Regions from separate parts of the Mus musculus genome. Here region 2 is linked to region 1. Evidence: chromatin contacts called from public targeted proximity ligation data. All regions are on one chromosome and are shown on one strand. The core of a region is the stretch at or near the end of the contact, and the rest is flanking DNA. Distances in the headings are between cores, read along the strand shown. Region 1 has its middle 26 kb from the start of Gm41842. Region 2 overlaps Myof (myoferlin).

Region 1 (5,805 bases), core at 2,848-5,347:
TGGACCTTGGACTAATTTCTTTATTTTCTGCCTGGTTTTGCCTGAAACACTGTCACAGTATCAACCTTCACCTTCAGGCTGATAACCCTGCAATCCATATCTCTAGCCCTGACCTCTCGCCTAAGTTCCTGCCTCTTATCTCTGTCTGTCACCGCTGGAGAGTTCTGCCTGGATTTCCCACCACCACACACCCAGAGCTGGCTTCGAAGACTCCTGCCTATGAGGAAGGTGTGTGTGTGTGCCCTGTGCATGTAAGAAAATAGAGCAGCACACCAAACGCCAAGACTCAGAGAGTCCGTGCATGTCTATGTGAGACTTACCCTTACTTCCACTGCAAACAGCAATGCCACATTGTAACTACCTACTAGGTGTCAGACACATCACATCACCGCCTCAATTAATCCTCAAGAAAATCTTGTACTATGGGAATTGTTTGCACTTTTACAGGACAGGAAACTGAGACATGAAGAAATTCAACAGCTTGCCCTATATTACACAAACTACTAAGTGGAGAGACGGTGACTGTCTTTCCCAAAGCTTGTGTGCCTTCCATCACATTCATGACTACCAAAATACTTTTTATTCACAGTTAAATTTCCTGAACAATGGGGGAGGGGCAGCAGTTAACTCTATGGGTCTTTGGTGTTTGGTGGGATCTATTTTTATAGACAAGGTTTGCCTATAATAATAGGTGGTGACTGACTGTGAGAGCTTTGGATTCAGCCTGGGCTGTCTCCTACTGCGTGTTCAATAGCCATCTATAGAGTGAAGACACATATACCTTCCTCTTGGGAGCATTGGAAAGAACTAATGAAATATCATTCGTCAGGAATCAACCCCAGTTGTCAGATGTGGCAGTGTACCCTTGTAACTTCAACACTCAGAAAGTAGAGGCAGGAGAATAAGGAGTTCAAGGCCAGCATCAGAAGGCAGCCTTGGGTACATGAAGCCCAGTTTCAGAAGCAAAACCAAAAAATCCATCCTAATTATTTGGGGAGAGGAAAGGGCCTTTGAGGAGGCAGAGGGAGAGTATGTGTGTGTGTGTGTGTGTGTGTGTGTGTGTGTGTGTGTGTGTAGTCTGACTGTCTAAACGCTTGGTATATGAATATGAAAATGGTATGATTCTGTATAACTAATATAAATATAGTAAAAAATTTAAATCTTCCCAAAATACCCATCCACTGATAAATGTCTAAATGGGACCTGATATATCCATATGATGGAATACTACCTGATAATAAAAGAGAATGAATTCTGCTGCAGGCTACAATATGAATGAGCCTTGATAATATGCCAAACGAAAGAAGCTAGACACAGGGAGACAGACATACTTTATTCCATTTCATATCAAGTCTTCGGAATAAGAATAATCAGTAAAATCAGAAAGTAGGAGTGTGGTTGATTAGTTGGAGATAGGGGCTGCTAATTTCGGGTGGAGGTGATAGGCAGACAATTAAGGCATATGAGCTATTGGCTGCACAGCTCTGTGTATCTGTTAAAGTCCACAGAAGCATACACTATTATTGGGTGAGGTCCAAGGTATATGAATTATATCTCAGTAAAATGGTTAAGGAGCAGAATGAATCTCAAATGTTCCACCCACCATCAGCTGTGGGAGGCTGGACACACAAAAATTCCTAGGAATTCCTTTATATAATGAAACTTGGTTGAAGGAATTTGCAAAGGACCTCAGAGAGCTGATGTGTGAAGTTGTAGGGGGATTTTCCTGTCACTTTCTGTCACAAAGGCCCTTCTTGCTTTTGCTTGAACTGTGAGGCTGTGTAAGCCATGTTTCCTTGGAACCTGGCCTTGGAGGTCCAGAAGAAAGGAATATTTTCTCCAGTTTGTCAGTCAGAGAAGGGAGCTGAATGGCAGCTCTTGCATCTCCCCCAGCCGAGATGGCCAAAATCACAATCAATACAACATAATGCTGACCCTGCGGATCAAACACACTGATTTACTACCTCTACCAAATTTTCACTTTGATCATAGCATTTTAAAACGTGGACCTGTAAGTTGGGATGTAGTGCTTACCAAGCATGCAGGAGGGTCTTGATCTGAACAAAACAAAACAAAACAAACAAACAAATAATAAAATTCAGATCTGAGTCCCTTAGCATATCCCTACAGTGTTCCCAAAGAATTTGTCTATCTGTGTCTTGAGAGATTTAACATGTCTTCATGGGGATGCATAAATTCCTCTGCAGGTGATTGAAAGAGCGTAGAAATGTGGACGACATGTTCAAATAGACTAGCGTGTTTTTAACTGAGTGCTGGTCAGATAATTACATCTACAATCTATAGGTGCGAAACAGATTGTAGCCCTCAAACAAAAAAGGCAAGTTCATTGACTGAATTCATACGTGTTTATTGTCCTTTTCTGTACTGTATTAGTGTCTTTAACTGGCTAGACAATCATAAATTTTTTTTAACTCTCAGTAAATCTTATCAGTACCCAAATAATGGGATCCGTGTTTACAAGCCGGTGATTGTGTTCACCTTTGATAAAGACTACAGACGGTCAATAAATGCGGAGACATTTACATGGCCGGTAGGAGCCTAACTAAACTATCTAATCTTTGAAAAGACAGCCAACACAATGAACTCCGAAGTTAATCCCTTCAAATACTAGAGAGACAGGTTAGTGCTTAAACTCAAATCACTCTGCACTGAAGAAAATACCCATTAAGGCTTTTTTTTTCCCCTTTGACTCCCAGAAAAGAATCCCGATTGCAGTTTGCTCTCTGAAGGCAGGTCTTTATCATCCACATTCAGTGACTTCTAGGACCTGAGCTTGGGAAGGGGGGTGGCTATTAACGATTGTATGAATGACCTCGACAGTCTTTGACAACTTTAAAACTTCACAAGAACATTTCTCTTTCATTTCACAGAAGCAAAACACATTACTTTCTGATTCATCTCTCTTAGTCAAGGAAGCAAGCTTCCACGTGTTTAGAGTTCCTGGATATTATAGTACTTTATTTATTGCTTGGAGAGTCTTAAGAAGAGGCTGGACTGAAAGACTATGAATTAACCCAGTGGTCCATATTACCTAAAAAGGAGAAAAGTTTAAAAACCCTGACCAGATGCTTTGAAGAAGGCAGATTATGAATATCTGGGTCAGAGACATCAATTCAGATACTAAAAAAGAAAAAAATTTGAGTTTTCTGTGAAGGAGTGAGGGAGGGAAAGAAAAAGACACACACACACACACACCACACACACACACACACCACACACACACACACACAGAGAGAGAGAGAGAGAGAGAGAGAGAGAGAGAGAGAGAGAGAGAGAGAGAGAGGAGACAGAATCCCCATCTTGGGTATACAGGCAATCCGGAAGGCTCAGCCTTGTTACCCACTGAACTTCCAGGATACTGGGCTCGAGAGCAAAGCCACACTGTGGGCTGCAGAGCGCTGACGTCCTGTTCTCCACAGGTAATGAGGATATTCTGGCTGGCCTGGCACTTAGCCATGCCAGGAAGCCCGCTGGAATCTTGACTTTGTGGATTAAGAAATGGCAGGAAGTTTACCAACGTCCGGAGTTCAGGAGCACAGCTTTGCCCTCAGGTCAGCAGTGGGAAGTCTTGGATGAAGGCTAACATGCTTATTTTTGCATAAACTTTGAACTCACTCTGATAGGCTATCGGTAAGTGGGTAGATTTGGTATGGGGAGGGATGGTTCGGGGGACACTAACAGACTTGCAACTTCAGAACCGCACGTTCATTGACTCAGCTCTAATGTCGCAGTCACCCACGGATACTCCTAGCCCGAGTCACCCCCTTGGCCTCGTGACCCTACTCATTTTGTTGGACTAGACGGAGCCTTTGTTCAAGTAGACTTTCTCTACCCTAGTCCCACAGCCGAACAAAGCTGGAACATGGCACAAAGCCAAGCTGGGCCTGGCTTTGTTCGATTTTGTTGTTCTTTTGTTCTTTCTCTGTGTCTCTGTCTCTATCTCTGTCTCTCTCCTTTCTGTCATGGACAGGGTCTCCTGTCGGTGAGGTCAGCTTCAAACTCTATGCTCTCCTGCCTCCATCTCCCAAATGCAGGGCTTCTGGGCAAGCGCTGGACATCTGGTCTCATTCTGGATCCCTTATCTCTATGGCCCTTCTGGCTTCTCAGCTCTTGCCTTGTATATTTCTCTAGGCCCTTATCTGTTGTTCTGTTGTGAGTGGATTATTTTATACCTTTATTTTTCTTCTCTTCCCACCTCATTGTTACAAGGACCTTGCTTCCTGTCTACTGAGAAAATAAAGTCAGCAGAAGGAAACTTCCATAGGTTTCCACAACCTTATAGATCCACTGACCAACATTTGGGTTCATAGACTATATTCTCTCTCTCTCTCTCTCTCTCTCTCTCTCTCTCTCTCTCTCTCTCTCTCCCTCCTTATTTTGTCTCCTTTAACTCCCCTCATCTACAGAAACTGCTCTTGTAAGACAGCCACTGCAGTGGAGTTTTTCATCTTGAGGTAACCTGAGATTTGAACCCACCCTTAGGATAGGAAGTAGAAGGATAGGCGTAGCCTGGTTGTCTAGTGACTTGGGGGGGGGGGCAGACAAGACCTAGCCTGCATTAGTCACATCTAGAAGTGTTTGTGAGTTTTCAATTAACAATATAATTTGTACTGAATAGAAAATTTGGTATAAAAGTAATGAGACTAAACGTATAGGTGTTCACTAAAGAGAAAGTTCATTACACCCAGGTTCTGAGGATGAAAACATTGTTACTATGCTCAGTTTCATTTACTGAGATGACATCATCACCATCATCATCATCATCACCATCATCACCACCATCATCATCACCATCACCACCACCATGATCATCACCATCACCACCAGACACATTTCTGTGCAACACAAACTTCAGATCTCTACAAAGGCCATTACTACTCTACTGCGAGAGCAAAAGAACCAGAAGGTTTTCTGAGGAATCAGAATTTGGCCAACGTGATATTGACCTATATTTGGACTTTTAGACTTATTTTTTTTTTAAATTGTTTGTATGCATGAGTGTTTGTGTGGAGGGTTGTGCACATGAGTGCAGGTGCTCCCAGAAGCCAGAAGAGGACACTGGATCCCCTGGAGCTGGAAATAAGAGGCTACTCTGAGCTGCAGGATTGAATTTAAGGGTTCTCTCTCTACACAAGCGGTAGATGCTCTTAGCTGATGAGCCATTTCTCAGCCCTGAAACACAGTCTTTTTTTTTTTTTTTTTTTTTTTTTGATACAGAGTTTCTCTGTATAGCCCTGGCTGTTCCTGGAACTCACTTTGTAGACCAAGCTGGCCTCAAACTCAGAAATCCTCCTGCCTCTGCCTCCTGAAACACAGTCTTAAACCTTAAATTTCACTTCCACCTCCAAGGCTATTTATTAACTGTAAGCCTAGTTATAAAGAGAGACTAGTTATAGGTGTGGAGAGATAGTTCCAAGATCTTTGTTCTGTGAAATTCAGGTCAGGGCATGTGGACACGGCTCACCTTTAAGATGACTTCTGATTGGTGGAAAGATCATGTTGCTTCAAATGCTGCCACTCACACTAGCTTAAATAATATATGCGTTTTTATTAACTATTTGAGAGCTTCTTACAATGTATATTGATCATATTCACTCGGCTTCTTACTAACTCCTTCAAAATCTCCCATCTCGATATGTGTCCTTGTAGATGTGTGTATATTTATTTATTTGATAATTTAATAATCCATCAACTCAATCATGTGCTATTAATTTATCCTTCTGGGTGTGGGGCCATCCACTAGAGTGTCACATTGGTTTTGGAAAGCCATTTAAACCCAACGTT
Region 2 (5,480 bases), core at 1,145-3,644, 480 kb after region 1:
CTGGGAAGGTGAAGACGGGAGTAGGGAGTCCCTGGGGGTTACTGTCCAGCCAACCTAACCAATCAGGTAGCCCGGGTGCCAGTGAGAGAGAAAATTTATCTTCAAAACATGGTAGCTGGCTCCTGGGGAGTGACCCCGAGGTTGACCCCTGATGCCCCTACACATGTCCATCTGTAAGCATGAACACTCATTTGAATGAAAAATACAAGTTAAACAATTTAAGAAGACAAATATAAACAATAACACACGTAAAAGTCATCTGGGAGGCTTGGGGAGCAAGCCTAGTGACCTGAATTTGATCCCTGGGACCTGGGTTAAGAGCCAGGGTAGCCCATACCTGTAATCCCAAGCACTTCTGCCTGGAGGTGGGAAGAAGGGATAGAAGCTTGTGGGCTAGCCTGTGGTAGATGGAGATGGAACAACAGCAAGAGAGACCCTGCTTTAGTGAGGTGTAAAGTGAGAACTGACTCCCATAGGCTGTCTTCTGTCCTCCACATGTGCACAGTGGCATGTGCACACATACATCACAGGTACTCTCACCATACATTCATTCACTCAGACTCACACACACACACACACACACACACACACACATCATAGGCACTCACACACACATACACACATCACAGGTTCTCACACCACACACTCATTCACACAGACTCACACACACATATACACATCACAGGCACACACATACATACACATGTCACGGGTACTCACACCATACATTCATTCATACACATGCGTCACAGGCACACACATGCACACACACAGGTATACATACACACTTACACTCTCACACACATATATCACAGGCACTCACACTAAACACATATACACACATCTCCCAGGCACTTACACTATACACACACACACACACACACACACACACACACACACACACACACACTCCATAGGCATTCACACCTTACCCTCAATACACACAACGAATGAAATGTGTTCTCTTCCTTTTCTTTTAAGGAAAAACCATCTGGCTTTGTCTAAATGTGGTGTTTGCCTGGTAAGATGGGAAGGAAACTCATGTTATCCTTCAGTCTGTGATTTGTGGTGTAGTTCTACGAGTAAGATGCTGACATCATACCCTTGAACATGTACTGATTTGCTTTTGTTAAAGCCAGCTAGAGCCAGAATGACCAGGGCCTCTTATCAGTGGTAAATCAATCTGAGAACAGGCAGGGTGCTGCTGTGGCTCGGCTATGCGGAACTGAAAAGAGGCCTGGCATGGGATTGAACCAGCATCTGAGACCAGATCAATGCATCTCCCACATTACCTAGTGTCCTAGGGGACAAAATCACCCAGGTTGAGAATAATTCCTGTGTAGCCCAAGTGTTATGCCCTAGTACGCTCTCTCTCTCTCTCTCTCTCTCTCTCTGTCTGTCTCTCTTTGTCTCTCTCTGTCTCTGTCTCTCTGTCTCTCTTTGTCTCTGTCTCTGTCTCTGTCTCTCTCTCTTTCTCTCTCTCTCCTTGCCTAAGTCCCTCAATTCTTTGAGCCACTGTATTGTTGGCAAACAAATGGACAGACATGAATAACTTCACAGGTTAGGCTTATACATATGATATATCCCATACAGGTCTATTTAGGAAACTACTGTATGTTAAGTATTTCTTTTTTCTTACTTTACCAGTTCTTGAGGTGTGTGTGTAAAACTCCTAGAATTGTTTTGGAGACATCATAATGAAAGGCAGGGTTTCTGCCTTCAAAATTATAATGTCACAGATCACAACTGATTCACACACAGTGTAGAGGCAAAGATGAAGACAGTAAGAGAATAAAATATACAGTGAAGTCACCCGGTGCAGTAGGGGACAGTGGGGCTTGTGGCTAACCAGAAAGAACAGGCTTGAGTACACACAGAGCCTTTTGCTCATCTTTTTATGCAGTGGAATGGCTAGTAACCTGTTCTGATTCAGTTTGCTGATTCGTTCCCCAGAAGAGTGCAGTAACAGAAGACAGGGCAGGAATGGCGAGGAGTAAAAGGAGCCAATTATATACTCTAACCTCAATCCCTTCTAAGCAGCTTGAGTCCCGTTGCTAAGGTTTGCTTTCTCATCATAAAACCCTGGTGGTTTTGCTGTGGGGGAGGGCATTTAAAGGAAAATTTGATGTGTGTGTGTGCGTGTGTGTGTGCGTGCGCGCGCGCGCTTGCGTGTGTCTGCATGTGCGTGCGGAGTAAAGACTGTGTTTTGAGAACATCCTGGAAAGACTAATCTCGAAGATATTTGACAGTGAGGCTGTGTTGAGAAAGATGTAAACACAGATACAGCTTCTGAGACCTTTGACTGACCCGAAGGAAGCACTGCCCACTGCCAGAGCTGCAGTCCTATGTCTCGCCTCGCAGGTCAGCCAGCCAGGCCTGTTTTCTGGGGCGTTGCCTAGATACAGAAAACGGTGAGAACATGGGGAATGATAACTTGACCTCCTACACGAGGGACAGGAACAGCTCAGTCCGACTATAAGCTGATTTCCTTTAAAGGAGGTGACCCTCAGCCTGGGATCTCTATTACTAATGTGATACTGTAAACAGGCCAAGATGATAAGATGTGTGGGTAAGAGGGACGCTTCGCCCTGTGGTTCACAGAAAAACAAGAGTCTCCCATGGACTGCTCCCAAGGCGCTAACAGATGGGCTACAGTCCCAAAAGGAAGCCACCATGGAAGAAATAAATGCCCAGGCCTTGGCCCAGCAGCTCTCCTGGGAGAACTAACAAGCTTCAGACGCATTAGACACCAAAGGGAACCTAGGACACTGCGCCTTCAGTCTGTGACTGACATCAAACTCAGAGGCAGGCCTCTATGCATGACACAGAGCTACTTCTAAGCCCTGGGAATGACCTGGCAACTGGGTGTTATACCTGGGGCCTGGGGGAGTTGAGAGTCAAGCTAGCTATCTTAGTTAAGCAGTGTCAGTTAAGAACCTCTTCATCACTGTGTTTATCTGGAAACATATACTTGGTTTTAAAAAGAGGAATGGAAATGTTTTTCCCACAGCCTGGGCCCCCATTCACAGCCACATGCCTCTGTGGTGAATAAGGACCCTGCTGGCTGAGGGCCTTAGCAGGGGCGCTCCCATATACAGCTCACCAGGTCCCTTCTCTGTGTAACCGGGACATCACCACGGGGATTGCTGGAAATCCCCTCCACAGAGGAAAGGCCTGTTGGAGGCTTGAACATCAACTGGACACTCTCTGTTGCTGCTTTTAGGGACTGTAAGCAGCCAGCCCTGCCACCCTCTGGGAGGAATCATAGCCTACAGCTGGGCTGGGGCCAAAAAAAACTTTCCAAACCTCAACAGTTCCCAAATGCCCTGTGGAAGATCTGAGAAGACCAAGCTATCCCATTCTTTGAAGGCCCTGGCTCTGGCTGCCCGAGTTTGTCATTTTAGCCAGGCCTGTAGCACTTTGCATGGATTTCCCACACTGTTCCCTCCTCTGGGCCTATGCCCATCAAGTTCCTCCCTGGTCCTGAGAATAAGGAGTGAGCCAAGCGTGCTCCTTAAAACAAACCTGACGGCCAGGAGAAGCAAGGCCGCAGACGAAGGCTGTTTGCAAAGCCAGATTTTCTCCTAGGAGCCTTCTCCGAGATAGAACATGTACTTCTGTCTTAGGTTCAGATCTGACAAAGGACCCTGCTGAACCCTGGATATCTGATTAACCATCTTAATAACTGGTCAGACTCTTTATCTCTGCCCCCACCCACCATGTGACTGGGGATCACCCTGAACTGCCTTCAGCAAGAATCCTGTTATGTTGGTTTAGCCAGAATTTCCCTATCCCGGTTAGTTCCTCTCAAGAATTTCCATCCACTGCCCCTTCCCTGTCCCTTGGCTGTAAGTTTGATGTGGCTGAGTTATGTGGGGTCTTGAGCCCCATCTCTCTCTTCTACTGTAGTTCAACTGGCACTGGCTCGTCTACCTGTGGTGATGGCTCTGGGTACTCTTGCTCAACACACATTGACAGCTGACACAGGGGTTTCTTCCTGGGCACAGCTGTAATAGCAGGTCATGGTACCAGAGTCCCTTACCAAGGTGAAAGCCCCTCATGGGGGCATTCCCTTAATTCTCTGATTCACTTGCACCAGAGGGGCCTATCCTCACTGGTCTCTGATTCTCTTCCCAACTGTCCCTCAGAATGCACCTCTCAAAGCTCCCAGCAGCAGCAGCAGCAGCAGCAGCAGCAGCAGATGCATGCAGATTCCCAGAGACCAGAGTTGAACTATTTCTTTTCCTTTCCCTTTATTTTTATTTCATGTGTATAAGTGCTTTGCCTACATGTATATTAGCGCACTGCATGCATTCTTATTGACCATGCTGACCACAAGTGGGAGCTTAGTCCTCTGGAACTGGAGTTACAGATGGCCGTGACCCAGCATGTGGATGCTGAGAGCTGAACCCAGGTCCTCTACAAAAGCAAGTCCTCTTAACCATTAACCTCCAGAGCCTTGAGATGATTCTCCTATCCATGGTCATAGCAGAAACTCTCATAGGTGCCTGGAGAAGGTGGTTGGCAGAGCAGGATCAGGAAGCAGAGAACCCGCCCGTTCTATATGATCATATAGGGTCACAGTTGAGAAGTGTGTATAGAAACCCAATTATTCCCCCAAAATAAACTGTGGTCAACAGAACTGCATCAATATCTAGATGCCTTTCTTATGGCCTTCCCTTCTTACTACAGACCAGGATTCTTAAAGACGGCCCTGAAGCTTTCTTCTTGGCCATTTAAGGCTTTATGGGCTTAAAAAAAAAAAACAAAAAAAAAACCAGAATGCAGGCACAGCAGTGCTCCACAGTGTTCCCAAACCTGATGCGGGCAAGCCTTCCCTGCATTCTCCACAAACTCCACGGCCTCAATATTATGTCTTAAAAATGACTGTAGTCAGGCAGGTGAGACGGCTCAGCAGTAAAGGCTCCTGACTTCAAATAGGATGGCTGATTGTGATCCCTGGTACCCACATAGTAGAAGAAGAGAGTTGATTCCTGCAAGTTGTCTTCTGATTTCCTCATGTGCACTTATGGCATGTACACACACACTCTCACACATTAAGTAGATAGATAGATAGATAGATAGATAGATAGATAGATAGATAGATAGATAGATAGATAAGATTGGAATGAACGACTGTATCCTAATACTTTGCTCATTCTTCCTGGCCAATTCTGACCTCCCAGTCCTCAAGGGACTAATCTATGCTTGCCTGGTGCAATAGGTCAGTGGAGTTCCCAGACTCTGGCTGTCTAATTTTCTCAACATGAGAATCAGGTCAGTTTTATCATTCATAAACACATTCCTTCATCCATTCATACACGAACCTTAGAAGGTTATGGGACAATGAAGACAGAAACGTAATTTGGACTCAAGTTTGCACTACAGTCTATATACAAACTAACTCCTCCAAGTTCCCTGATTCTGTATCTATAAATGGGGCTGACAAATTTTATCTAATAGTGCTGAGATAGAGATTA

The links.
Region 2: a contact with region 1 is called in a targeted proximity ligation map of pancreatic cancer cells. A contact is called at or near these places in 1 of 39 promoter capture datasets (maxillary cranial neural crest) and 1 of 130 datasets of targeted methods (pancreatic cancer cells).

What each region holds. Positions count from the first base shown.
Region 1 is chr19:37,517,489-37,523,293 of GRCm38.p6, forward strand. No RefSeq gene overlaps it. Among named protein-coding and RNA genes, the nearest start is that of Gm41842, 26 kb to the right of the region's middle.
Region 2 is chr19:38,001,812-38,007,291 of GRCm38.p6, forward strand. The region is part of intron 3 of Myof (myoferlin); the gene reads right to left. Among named protein-coding and RNA genes, the nearest start is that of Gm52396, 11 kb to the right of the region's middle.